Linked DNA regions of Sus scrofa: all the other regions are linked to region 1. A link is a contact called in public Hi-C and HiChIP or PLAC-seq data. All regions are on one chromosome and are shown on one strand. The core of a region is the stretch at or near the end of the contact, and the rest is flanking DNA. Distances in the headings are between cores, read along the strand shown. Region 1 has its middle 43 kb from the start of CENPF. Region 2 overlaps PTPN14 (tyrosine-protein phosphatase non-receptor type 14). Region 3 overlaps PTPN14 (tyrosine-protein phosphatase non-receptor type 14).

What was found. Hi-C and Micro-C count contacts between places; a contact is called where the count stands out from the background. HiChIP or PLAC-seq counts read pairs in DNA pulled down with a chosen protein or histone mark.
Region 2: a contact with region 1 is called in an H3K27ac HiChIP or PLAC-seq map of skeletal muscle. The contact joins two enhancer-like sites. A contact is called at or near these places in 2 of 47 Hi-C or Micro-C datasets (embryonic fibroblasts and skeletal muscle) and 1 of 2 datasets of contacts at active chromatin or transcription factors (skeletal muscle).
Region 3: a Hi-C map of liver shows a contact between it and region 1, with 13 times the contacts expected there. The contact joins two enhancer-like sites. A contact is called at or near these places in 3 of 47 Hi-C or Micro-C datasets (heart right ventricle, liver and skeletal muscle).

The regions. Positions count from the first base shown.
Region 1 is chr9:129,052,646-129,056,864 of Sscrofa11.1, forward strand. No RefSeq gene overlaps it. Among named protein-coding and RNA genes, the nearest start is that of CENPF, 43 kb to the left of the region's middle. Within about 2 kb of position 2,791, at least 58 of the 83 cell types and tissues checked have an H3K27ac peak or open chromatin away from gene starts, as enhancers often do. A contact at or near this core is called in liver and skeletal muscle, where this site is marked.
Region 2 is chr9:129,182,324-129,187,029 of Sscrofa11.1, forward strand. The region is part of intron 4 of PTPN14 (tyrosine-protein phosphatase non-receptor type 14); the gene reads left to right. Among named protein-coding and RNA genes, the nearest start is that of PTPN14, 70 kb to the left of the region's middle. Within about 2 kb of position 1,303, at least 10 of the 83 cell types and tissues checked have an H3K27ac peak or open chromatin away from gene starts, as enhancers often do. A contact at or near this core is called in skeletal muscle, where this site is marked.
Region 3 is chr9:129,218,680-129,222,986 of Sscrofa11.1, forward strand. It overlaps PTPN14 (tyrosine-protein phosphatase non-receptor type 14), which reads left to right. Exons shown (of 21, transcript XM_003130398.6): 16 at 3,297-3,440. Among named protein-coding and RNA genes, the nearest start is that of SMYD2, 95 kb to the right of the region's middle. Within about 2 kb of position 2,007, at least 5 of the 83 cell types and tissues checked have an H3K27ac peak or open chromatin away from gene starts, as enhancers often do. A contact at or near this core is called in liver, where this site is marked.

The sequences.
Region 1 (4,219 bases), core at 1,541-4,040:
TTTTTAAATTTTGAGTTGGGGAGGTTCCATTGTGGCTCAGCGATAATGAACCCAACTAGTATCCGTGAGGATGTGGGTTCCATCCCTGGCCTCGCTCGGTGGGTTAAAGGATCTGGCGTTGCCGTGAGCTGTGGTGTAGGTCGCAGACACGGCTTGATCTGGTGTTGCTGTGGCTGTGGGGTAGGTCGGGCACCTGCCGCTCTGATTCCACCCCTAGCCTGGGAACCTTCATGTGCTGCAGGTGGGGCCCTAAAAACAAAACAAACCAAAAATTTTAGGTTGGACTGCCTATCTTAGAAAGTCCTATTGGTATTGCCTTTCTGGGATCTATTCTAAAGAAAGAGACATGTGGCTGGTCAGATGCACTTTATGGGCTTTTTTTAAATGGGCTTTTAAATTAATAATATGTGAGGTTGTTTTTGTTGTTAAGAAGTACAATTATTTGGAGTTACCATCATGGCTCAGTGGTTAACGAATCCAACTAGGAACCATGAGGTTGCGGGTTCGATCCCTGGCCTCGATCAGTGGGTTAAGGATCTGGCATTGCCGTGAGCTGTGGTGTAGGTCACAGACGCAGCTTGGATCTCGAGTTGCTGTGGCTCTGGTGTAGGCTGGTGGTGACAGCTCTGATTAGACCCCTAGCCTGGGAACCTCCATATGCCGTGGGAGCGGCCCTAGCAAAGACAAAAAAAAAAAAAAAAAAAAAAAAAAAAAAAAAAAAAAAAAGGAGTGCAATTATTTAAAATAAAAATGAGTCCACAGGAGTAGCACTAAATCTTATCTGGTGGTTTCCTGGGTTTTTTGTTTTTATTTTTTGTTTTGCCGTTGAACACTCGGCAACACATTCATTTTGATTCTGAGGGCAGTATGAAAAGAGTCTTTTCCTCAAGACCTCCTGGCTTTATCACTTAGCTCTCTCCACAGGCATGCCATCTGCCTGGAGGAGTATACACCTGCAGCCCAGTTCAGACTGGCAAAGTCCCCCGGAGATGAACTCATTCAACCAACCACGGACCTCCGTGTCGCTCTCCACTTAAAAACTAAAGGGGTCTGCTCAGGGTCACAGGGCTGGTCAAAGGCAGAACCAGACCCGATGTCTGCATTCAAGTTCTTTCTCTTCCACACCAAGACTGTCTCAGCTTCCTGAGCTCCAGAGGATGGTGTCACAGTGACTTTGGAGCGACAAGACACAAATGTCACTTCCTTTCCTCGAAGACCCCAAAAGATCTGTCACCTCTCCCGCTTTGACAGCCTGCAGGTACTTCCTTATCTTTAATCGTAATCCTGTTTTGGTTACATTTGGAAGGGTTATAAGCTTGCATTTGGGAGGCAGACAGAGTAGGGTCCACTAGCATATTTTTCTTGCTGTGTGACCTTTGGTGATAATTTCTTTACACCTCATTTTCCTCATCCAGAAAATGGGGAAAAAAATGCAAGAGCATCTAAAGTGCTTTCCATACTTCCTGGTACACGGTAAGGCACTCCCTCATTTTCTGTGGACATCCAGGAAGTCCATTTTGAAGCTATTCAGCTATTTCCTTGAAAGTTGTTGAAACGGATATATTTTTTTCCATTTTTTGGGCCGCGCCCAGGGTCGAGATTGAACCTGCACCACAGCAGCAACCCAGGCCCCTGCAGTGACACCACCAGATCCTTAACTTGCTGCGTCATAAGAGAAATCCCGGAGAAAATGATTTTAATTCCCTTCAGCCTCTTCCTTCCAGCCCTTTATGGTCTTTGCTTCTTCGTAGATATGGAGATGGGCAATTGCTCAAAGATGTCAGTGTGGTGACCACAGATTTGTACCTGATGGATCTAAGAGGCTCTGCTTTGGGGTTTCCAGTTCTCTTCCGCAAGAGACCCAGCGTTGTGGGACATGAAGGAATTTGGGACAACATCATCAGTGGCAATGACTTCAAGAGCCCTATTCAACATAAGAAACGTTGAAAGGACTGGGGCTGAGTAAGGTAGCAGACTTTTGCAATGCAAAGGACCATAGGAAAAAAAAAAGGGCAAATCCTTTGCTTGTGCAGCCACAGAGGTCAAGGCTTTCAGGGACTGGGACACACCCCGGCCGGTCCCTGGCAGAGCAGGTCCCCAAACCCGGGTTCCCTCGCCTGGCTCCGTGCCTGGTCCATCTTACCAGCTGCCTCTCATTAACTCCACCTCGGAAAATGCTAAGGAAGTTCCCCCCCTGTGCCCACCCAGGCTGGGTGGGGCGCTTCTGTGGCAGGAGAGAACCGGGGAAGCGACAGAGTCTAACTCCCTGCGTGCTGTAACGGCTTTTGCTATCCCTGGAGGGGGTCGGGGGTTGCTAAAACCCCAGGCCCGTACCCAGAGATTCCGGGTGGGCTGGACAGACTGCTCGCTCGGTGAAGCCACTCTCGTTTCTCCTGGTCTTTCCCTGCGACGTGGCTGCACGGGGACGTCCTGCTCGGAGGGTTTCCCCTAGTAAGAAGGACTGCCTTTCTTAGCTCCAGGGCTGAGAGGGCAAGTTCCTGCCGCTGCCCCGCCTCGGAGGGCTGCGGAGATCTCGGTGGGATTTTTCCTGCTTCCCGCTTTCGGCCCCGCGCTCAGAGGCGCTGGGTGGGGTCGCGGCGGTGGCTCTGGCTTCCCCACGCCCACTCTCGTACCCCGGGGGGTTGCATCCCGTCCTCCCGGTTCAGCCGTCACCTTTGAAAACCTTCTCCAAAGCCACCACATTCAAAGTGCGCGACTTCCCCGGGGCCTGCAGAAGGAGCTCCAGCAGCCCGGCATTCCTCGGATTCCAGCGCTGTGACGTCCCCAAGGACGCTCGCCCGCGGCTGGGGAGCTGGGGCTCCCGGCTCCGCGCCTACCTCCCCCCCCGCCCGCCCCGGGCGCCCCCGCGCGCGCCCGCCGGGCCGCATTCCTCCCCGCCCCCGGCGCGCGCCCTGCACCCCCCCGCGCCGCCCGGGAGCCGCGGAGCCGGACCTGGGGGTGGGGGAGCCGCGGCCGCCGGCGCCTGCTCCGTCCCCTCCCACTCGCACGGCCCCTTCCTCCCTCCTCTCCCGGCCGCTCGCATTTCCTGCCGCTCTGGCTCTCCCGGCCCCTGAAAGTTCGTCCCAACTTTTTCTCCCCTGGGCGGGCGCGGCGGGCACACTGCGAAGGCAGGTTGCTGTGCTCCTCCTCGCTCCGCTGCCTGCCCTCCCGGCGCTGGTCCTCGGGGAACGGACGCCACGAAGTGGCCCCTTGGCGATCTTCGCCTGCCACCCGCCCATCCTCCCCGGCCTCCTCGTCCCGGCCCCCCTCCCGCGGGACAGCCGCGATCCGGGCTGGTTCTGCTTTCCCCCTTCTCCCGGTGCCCCTGCGCCAACTCTCGCGCCGGGATCGCGGCGGAAACCTCCCTCCCCTTTCGCCTCCTCCGGCTTCTTCCCTCCGCCCCTTCTCCGCCAGCCACTGGAATCAATTTCTTGGGGGAATTGGGGCTCCGCCGCCGCCGGCCGCCGCGGAGGACAGCTTTTCCGCGCGGGTCTCCGGGGCACCGACGGGGCCATGTAAGCAGGTAAGCCGCGTCTGGCGCAGGGAGTCCGGCCCGAGGTCGGGGGCTGCCTGGACGTCCGGGCGCCTTGCCGATGACTTGGGCAAACGCTGGCAACGCCGACTTGGGATCGGCCGCCCGGGACGCTTGGCAGGGCAACCGGGGCACGAGGTGGCAGGGCCGCCGCAGAGTTTAAGTCGCAGTGGGAGCCTCCCGCTGGGGCGCACAGCTTGTCTGGGGAGTTAAGGTGAGAGACGAACGCCGTCTGGAGCGTTTGTGGTTAAACCCACACTCTCGCCCCCTCCTCCCCGCTCCTTTTTGCTCTTGGGAACCAGAGAGGGCCTGGTGAGGGCAGCTGGAGATACCCAGACGGTGGGGGCCGCAGGCTGAAAGCCAAAGACAGTGCTGTCTCTCGAGCGGGAGAGAAACTCCCTCCGCGACCCTTCTCTGCACCCCAGGGGGACGGCAGAAGAGGGAGAGGTGTTTCCGTGCCTTCTCACTAGGCCCCAGCCTTGCCACCGAACTCCTGGGCTTCTTGGCCCCTGCTTGGGTGGTCGGACCGACTTAAAGGCAGAACCTGTGGCCACATCATTTCAGAACAGGTCTCCATCCCAAACTATGGAAGTTCTGAGTATTAACCGGTTCCGAGCGCGTTGTTAATAGACTGTCTCCCCTTTCTCCTGGCCTGACCCCTAAATCTGGAGTGTGAATGTGCATAAG
Region 2 (4,706 bases), core at 53-2,552, 130 kb after region 1:
TCCATACTTTCCAGAACACTGCATGGAACTTCCCAATCTGAGCGGAATTAGCAGACCTACAAGGGAAACGTCGTTGCCTAAGTGCCTGAAGTCCTCATATATGAATTAAAATCAGAGATGAGGGATCTTAGCAAGTGCGCCTATAAGCATTGGGGATAATGCTATGGGCTGAAATTTTGAAAGAGTCCTTTGATACTCGTGGCAGAAGGACTGAATGCTTTGTTGGTTTAACTCAGTATGGAATTTTTTTCAAACCTCCTTGTCAAAATTTTAGGGGGAGGAAGGAACACAGAAAAGTCATTTATTTTCTTGAAGTCAGAAATATTCCAGATAGATGAGACTTCTAGGGATGGGTCCATAGGCTTAGTTTTCAGGGGTGATGGCTTTTGGTTTTTGGTTGCTTTTTTTTTTTTTCTTTTTGGCTTTCCTGTGGCATGTGTAGTTCCTGGGTCAGGGATCAGATTCGAGCCACAGTTGTACCCTACATCGCAGCTGTGACAATGCCAGATCCTTTAACCCACTGTTGCAAGGCCAGGGATTGAACCTGAGTCCTGGTGTTGCACCACAGCAGGAACTCCCAGGGCTGATGTTTAACAGCACTGAGTATCAGGAAGCCTTTGCTGTTTCACCCAGAGAAACCTGCATTTAACCCACAAATTAATCTGCTCTGGAGATTCAAAACAAAAAAAAGCTTTGAAAATAGAAATGCTACCCTTATTCAACAAGCATAATTATGTGCACCAATTTTTAGAGGGCGAGCAAAATCATCACCTAAAACCATTCATTGGACCTCAGCAGTCTGATGGACTATTTCCAAGTCTTTGAATAGATTAAAAAAATATTTTAAAATTTTCCTTGCGGGCTTGGGTTTTCAAAGAGGATCCCTTTGGAAAGTTGGCAGATACTTACTTTCCTGGCATGAGGATTGTTTTTTTTTTTTTTTTTTTTCTTTTCCCCTCCACCCAAAGCTATGACAGGGTGGAGCGGAGTATACTTCCATGAAATTGCACGTTTCCAAAATAGGAATCACTGTTATATTTTACTGCTGTTAGAATTGAATCTCTAATCAGAAATAAGCAAACCCCAAACATTCTAGAAGTAGAATTTTGGCTCATCTTCTCTAATTTGGTCTTCACATAGGATAGAATTATTATTTTATAAAAAGTGCCTTTTGAGCAGAAATGTAGCAAAAAATTTCCACCATGGTCCAGATTTCATTGCCGTGTCTGTGGGCTCATGTAGTAACATCCACAATCTCCGATGGTAATAGCACCATGTCACTAACGCTGTTGAGATTCCTTAGTCTGGATGGCTTCCAGGAAGGAGCACTGCCTTCTTCAGCTCCTTGGCTTCGTTTCCCAGTGCAAGCCCATATATAGCCTAAATGACCAGGAATAGCCTTGGTGTTCCTTGCTAGTGGGCTGGGATTCCTTGTTGCCTAGAATGGGTGGATCTGTAATAGAATTGCTCTTACATTTCATGGAAGTGGTAATGGCAGATGAAAGTTGGCATCAGCAGGGTAAGAAAACTACAACTATTGCTTTGCTGGATCCTATGTTTTGTATGTCCCAAGTCATTTTTGTCTCCAGGGTGACATAGAAAAAAGCTCTGGCTATGGTAGATAATGCTAAGGCAACACCTTTTAAAATACTTTACTTGTTGGTTCTGAAACATTGAACCCTTGATGATGCACTGGGGTGAGGAACATGGCAGCAGTGGTCCAAGAGCTGGTAAGCATCCCTGTGGGGCAGAGGCTATCTTGGACTTCTGCAGGATGTCCTCGGTGTCTAGCCAGTATGGACATTCAGGAAGTGTTTAATGAATATGCATTAAGACCCATGTGTCTCCTGAGCTTGTAGAGCAGAAAATAATTGGAAGCCCCTTGGGATGGGAAGGAATGAATGCATACGGAAGAGTTGCCAACATTGTATGAATAGGAGGAGTGAACCTTTCATCACTTCACTACCTTGAAATTGTGTCTTCTGGTTGGTTTGGAGGGTTTTGGGTTTTTCTGTGTGTGCTGTTCTTGCTGCTGTTTTGAGAATCCCATTGTATCTCTCTCCAATAAACATTAACTTTCTTGCCCATCCTGAGATTCTGTTTTTAAGTTCTTTGGTTGATTTTTGTTGTTGTTTTGTTATTTAACATCCTTTAACTTTTCTGAAGAAAGACACAACGGCATCCTCTGGCAGGAGGATGGAGCTAAGACTTTTCCTCATCCCTCTTTTCTTCTTCTTCCCCCAGTTTTGAATGTATGATCTTCAGATTCTAAGTGGTTCCTCTCCAAAGACCTGTCTGCTTTCACAGATCTTCAGGTGTTTTGGCACCTAAAAGATCTTTGACTGAGGACCCCTTTCTTGCCTGGGTTTCCACCAGAGGATGTGCTCCTGCCCATGAATCGGCTGGGTTATAAATATAAAAGAGCCTCCACAAAAGTCTCCAGGTAGTTCCTCAAGTCTCTTGAAGGCAACATTACCTCACATGAATGAGGGCACCTCTGACTGGTGCCAAAGGAAAACCCAGAAGCAGGCTGGGGACAGGGAAAGAGCATGGCAGAGGGTGAGGGTGAGGGTGCCCAGGATGAACCTTGAAGGACGCGTAGAGGACACCACAGGAAACAGGTGCTGTAGCTTCACCGGAAGAAAGCTTCTGAAGCCCGTGTTTTCTCTCCTCCTTCAGATTTTTACCATGCTCTCTCCCAGGAAATAGGCTGAGAGTGTGCATCATTAGATCACGTTTGTAGACCTTGATCTGTTGTTTAAGTAAGGCTGTTAACTCCTGCTTGTTAGGGTGCACACTCCCTGAAACAAAGGTGCTAATGTAAAGCATTTTCGTGGGAGCTCTTGGCTTGCTGAATGAAAACGTGGAATCCGAGATTCTTGACACGCACCATGTGCAGACTGGCTGTCTCTTCCCCCTTGGAATGGAAGACAGGCTGGCAAACAGCAGGCACTCCGATCATGGGAAGGTGTGTGACCACCCTTCCATGATGGTAACTCCCCTTGGAAGAGGCATTTGGAAATATCCTTGAGCTTGGGGACTTGGTCTTAGTGAACAGGGGGAAGAAGGAAGCCTCCCTGGTATTTGCTCTGTATTGTTTGAAGACATTCAGAAAGAGCGGAATTGCTACTGCATTAGCAGCATAAGACTTACAAGTTCTTACAGGTAACCTCTCTTCCTGTTTGTGGGGATTTAGAATCTATGATGCCTCTAACTGGCTAAGGATGATGACTAGGTGAGGGCAGGGCAATATCCACTGAGCTCAGAGCAGTGAGTGCACACAAAGGTTTTTAGCACTTACCAGGGACTTGTGTCTGAAAATGAGCAAAGACACTAGTTATAGATATTAATTGATTTAGTCAACTGATGTTGAGAGGAAGTGCAATTATTATTATTATTATTATTTGGTCACACTCATGGCATATGGAAGTTCCCAGGCTGGGGATCGAACTTGAGCCACAGCAGTGACCCGAGCCACAGCAATGACAACATCAGATCCTTAATTTATTTATTTTTATTTTTTTTGTCTTTTTAGAGCCATACCCACAGCATATGGAGGTTCCCAGGCTAGGGGCTGAATAGGAGCTGCAGCCGCCGGCCTACACCACAGCCACAGCAACGCCGGATCTGAGCCTCTTCTTCTATCCACACCACAGCTCACGGCAGCGCCAGATACTCAACCCACTGAGCGAAGCCAGGGATTGAACCTGCATGCCAGTGGATACTAGTCAGATTCATTTCCACTGAGCCACAGTGGGAACTCCAACATCAGATCCTTAACCTACTGAGCCACCAGAAACCCCCAGAAAGTGAAATTATTGATTCAATAGGGGACCCTATAAGATGATTGTAGGAGTTCCCCTTGTGGCTCAGCAGGTTAAGAACCCAACATAGTGTCTGTGAAGATGCAGGTTTGACCCCTGGCTTCACTCAGTGGATTGGGGATCTGGCACTGCTGCAAGTTTGCAGCACAAGTCACAGAGGTGGCTTGGAACCGGTATCACCGTGGCTATGGTGTAGGCCTGCAGCTCCAATTCAACCTCTAGCCTGGGGACTTCCATATGCTGCAAGTGCAGCCATAAAAAGAAAAAAAAAAAAAGATTCTGAATATTTTAGGTGAAAGAATGGCAGTAGGAAAGATGGGTTGTTTTTCTATTAGACCTAAGTTTGACTAAAACAAATCTTTAAATAACTCCAAGTGTTGGTTCTTCTGATTTGAGTAGAGGTTGTTCCCACCAGACACTGGCAAGGTTATCTTGATCCTGACCTTTAGATGCAAGAGGAGAGAAGTAAAGACGCGTCTACAGAGTCTGATTCTTCCGGTTAGACAGGTGTTAGATTGACATGTAATGATACCCCTGATGTCAAGGTAGGGACAGCAGCAATTAGCTCTCAGGTCTGACTGCCTCTCTCCGAGAGAGTGAGGCAGATTGGGTCACTCCTGATTTCCCTTGATGACATGCCAAAGATGTGGTTTTTTCCCTTTTTTTTTTTTTTTTTTTTTTTTGTCTTTTTGCTATTTCTTTGGGCCGCTCCCGCGGCATATGGAGGTTCCCAGGCTAGGGGTCGAATCGGAGCTGTAGCCACTGGCCTACACCAGAGCCACACCAACGCGGGACCCGAGCCGCATCTGCAACCTACACCACAGCTCACGGCAACGCCGGATTGTCAACCCACTGAGCAAGGGCAGGGATCGAACCTACAAC
Region 3 (4,307 bases), core at 757-3,256, 170 kb after region 1:
GGGGTGGGTGCCTTGGGGGAGAGCTTTCCGAGTTTGGAAAAAGTAATCATTGGTAAAAAACAAAAAAAGGGATTTTCAGCACTGCTTGGCCTCAGGCCCTTTGACACAACTCTGCATTGAGAACCTGTCAATCTCATCAATCTAGTCATTCAGCTTTGCTAATTACCCTGCCTCTTGCCTATTTCTTGCCACCTACTTGGTCCCCTAGCCTCATTTTGGTTGTCTTCATCCTCTTCTCTGGTTACCTGTATGAAACAAAAGCCTATGGCTAACTAAATTCAGAGCCCTGGCGCCCTACGTCAGCTTCATGCATTGTCACCAAGGAGCGGGAGCCTTTTCCACTGTTTGTCGCATGTGCTTTCCCATCTCATCCATTTGGGGAATAGAGACTAGTTGATATTACCCCTCGCTAGGGCAGGAATGCCAGTACCCATCCCTATGGCACCTCCCTGACTTTTCCCCAAATTCTACGCACTTGTGAGCTCAAGGACTGCCACCCTTGGCTGGCATCTCGACCTCAGAGCAGGTCTCAGAGGCTCTTCAGGGGGCCAGTGGCTCCAGTGTGCCAGGCAGGATGGCGGCAGTGCCACTGTCCCTGAAGCTTGGAATGGGTCTTTGTTTTCTTTAATCAAGAAACTCACTGCGGAGTTCCTGTTGTGGCGCAGCGGAAACAAATCCAACTAGGAACCAAGAGGTTGTGGGTTTGATCCCTGGCCTCGCTCAGTGGGTTAGGGATCTTGAGTAGCTGTGAGCTGCGGTGTAGCTTGCAGTCACAGCTCAGATCTGGGGTTACCGTGGCTGTGGTGTAGGCCGGAAGCTGTAGCTCTGATTGGACGGACCCCTAGCCTGGGAACCTCCATGTGCCGCAGGTGCGGCCCTAAAAAGCAAAAAGAAAGAAACGGTGCCATGCCCTCCCCACATCTCAGATGCTGTCTGCCCTCCCAGAGGAGGCTGTCAGGGCCTCTGTAGCATAAGAAGGCAATGAGAACGTGTAACTCAGTGGAACTGGAGGGGCAGCCATGGTGGGAATTTGCCCTGCAGGCACCTCTCCGCAATTCTGGAGCTGCTTGTCCAATTGATGGACGATTCAGGCCTGTTGTCTTAACACCTCCTTCTTCTGGCTCTTAAGGCTGCTTGAAGACACTTCAGTGTCTGGAGTCCCCTAACTCAAAATCAGGTACAGGGAAGAGAAAAGGCCAGATCACATCTTTGAATGAATTATTATTTTTTTTTATCTCTGGTAATAAGCTGATAGGGTAAGTGAGGAACTGCTAAGAGAAAGACAAGCTGCCTTTTGCTTCGGGCTCAGTTGGGGTCACCTTACGGTGGGGGTGAGAAGGAAGCTGGAGGACTGTCAGGAGGGCCTTAGAACCATTCCTCCCCCTCGAAGTTAGTGTTTTCTCAAAACTTTGGAGATGAGTGAAACAGATGCTTAAAGAGATAACGGGGGTGGGGGGTGGGATTCTCCTTCACAAAAGCAAACTCATAAGCAAATAAAGTAACAAAACCCCCCAGATTCTCAACAGCTGCCTGGGATTGAGAAACCAGGGCAGTTCTTAAGAATATTATACTTTTTTGTCGATATTGGCACTTTTCCCCTTTCTCATAGTTCATCCTCCTCTGAGATGCCCCTTGTATCTGATGGGGCTCAGCCCCGTCACTGGACGAAGCATCTCACGGACAGGATCACTCACAAAGGCCAGGGCTCCATTCTGACTGTAGGTGCCTTGAGGGGAAGTAGGGACGCTTGCGGGGGGTATAACACAATCCCCTCCACCCACGGTTAGAATCATCCACTCTGTCATCTACCAACACCATGGTCTTGTCAAGATGCTTCTCTGGCGAGGAAATTTTAATGTTTAATTTCTATTGGTTTGTTTTTATGGCTGTACCTGCAGTGTCTTTGGAAGTTCCCAGGCCAGGGATTGAATGCGAGCCACAGCTGCGGCACTGCTGGATCCTTTAACCCACGGCGCCGGGCCAGGGATCCCACATGTGGGAATGGTGTTCACAGAGTGTAAGCAAATTCCAAAGAAAAAGGCAAAGGGCATTTGCAGCACAGCGGCTCTACCAGAAATGCTGAACGCAGCCAAATCCCAGAGGTGGTCCCCGGTGAGGACTCAGGTTGCTGCAGTTGGATTCTTAACCCACTGCGCCGCAGCAGGAACTCCTGGGGAGTAAACTTTTAAATGACAAAGAAAAAAAAAAGGTGCCTGAAGGTGTGATGAGAAACCAGGGGTAGGATGACTCCCTCCTCCGTGGAACCCAAAGGACCCCGCAAATTGGCTTCACTTCCGTGTGGATCAGACTCTTAAACTCTGCAGGACCCATCTGTTGGCATGCTTTATGAAGTCCCTGTGTTCTTCTGTCTTGTAAGCCAAAATGATGTGCTGGGGACGGGGGGAATGCTCCTTGCCTGAAGTGAGTAAATGGAGATTCGTTCATACCTCCATCAGCAGAGAGGACGTGAGACCAAACACCCGGGGCGCCCACTGATCCCGTTTCGGGGCGTCTGCAGGTGAGGAGAGAGAGGAGTCAGACCGCCACAAGCAAGGGCCAGGTGTGAGCCTCTGAGCATTTCCCAGTGTGGTCTCTCTGCTCTGCCTCGGGTCCGTATTCTCCCACAGCTCAGTCACATCTGGTGATGCCCACTGTGGCCCTCAGGGGTCATGCTCTGCATTCCTTCGGGCCCGCTGGATGGAGCAGGAGGGGTAATGCCAGCTGGGTCATCTCAGGTGGGCCCAGGCTTGGGTATTAGCGAGTTTGCTAAACCACATTGGCCCTCGTTCTGGGGCTAGGATTTCCTGGGGACCAGATTCAATACAGTCTTAGCCCCTCTAGTGGAAACTTGGGAAGGTTTTTCTCCACTTATGTATGTATCTCACGTCTTCAAAGAGCAACACATAGTTTTTATAAGGTTTTAACCCTTTCCTCTGCATAAAAGGTCCATCACTGTGATAAGGTTTGAAACCGTTTCTCTTTCCCTTGTCTCATCTTCAGCCTTCATCTTCCTCAAGTGTCTCACTCTGCATTGTTTTTCTGTGAGCCCCGTGGCAGGGTGTGTTTGTAGGGAGTCTTTGCTCTTGTTTGTTTGTGTGTTTGTTCCTTCCAACATTTTAAAATAAAAGCTCAGGAGGCCTGGAGGAGCCGTGGGAAGGCTGTGTTTGAATGTGCCCCGCTAATGGTGATTGTCTGCATTCCTTGGCTGGGGAGTTGCAGATTTGGGGAGATTAAAACACATTCCAGCATTCTCCTGCTATTACAAACAATGAAAACATGCCTTTTCTTGCCGCAAGAATCTAGAGAAGCAGAAGATGGCAGGCCTGGAGGCGCAGAAGAGGCCACTGATGTTGGCAGCGTTGAACGGACTCTCAGTTGCTCGGGGCTCGGGGAGGGAAGAGAGCCGCGTTGATGCCGCTCGCGTTCCCATGGACGAGAGGGTAAGCGCTGGGCTCGTCAAACACGTGACTCATTCTCTGGGGTCTTTGGATTCCAGCACTCTCTCCTTGTTCAGACATGCCGGCACCAAGGTTTCTCTGACGGATTCATTCTTCACGTTGAAGGTGAGTGAGACCTGGTCTGTGCTGCACAAAATTGATCCTTTCCAACATCTCATGGGGTTTTGGTCAGGTTGGGTCAATGACACCACCTGAAGAGCCCTGCCCCTAACGAGCTGTGTGGCCTTGGTCCAGTCACTCAATTTCTCTGGGCCTCTTTCTTTTTCTCACAAAACTATTGCTGTAGCTCTCCATTGCTATGCTCTCTGGGCGGGGGCGGGGGGACACATACCCTTTATTGGGGTGATTCTTTTTGATTATTTTGCACACGCATTTATAGGATTCTTTTATGGCCCTTTACGTGGCTATAACATATGGCTGATGTATAATTGTTAGGGTAATGCACTGTGAGAACTTGGGTTTTGGAAAGCAAACAGAGGTTGCATGGTAGTCTTCCTTCAGAGGAAGAAACGTGTTCCTTTAGCTCTTGAAATTGCTGTCAGGTTAAGAAACAGGTTGCGAACAAGATGAGGTTGTCAGTTTTTGCCAGCATATATGAAGTATCAGAATGCTCTCAGAGCCAGAAGGGTCTTTAAGAGGAATCGTTTCCTCCGATTAATACCGTGTTATTGTAATCACTCACTTGGCCTGGGGAGTGGGGAGAGGGGGCATCTAATCCTTAGACCTAGAGAACCGTGGGCCAGTGTATCTTAAAATACAGTGAAAATAGTTATGTCAGTGGCGAAAAGGATGTTTGGATAATGATTCACCGTCTCCTTATCACTGGACCTTTAAACAGAGATGCTCATT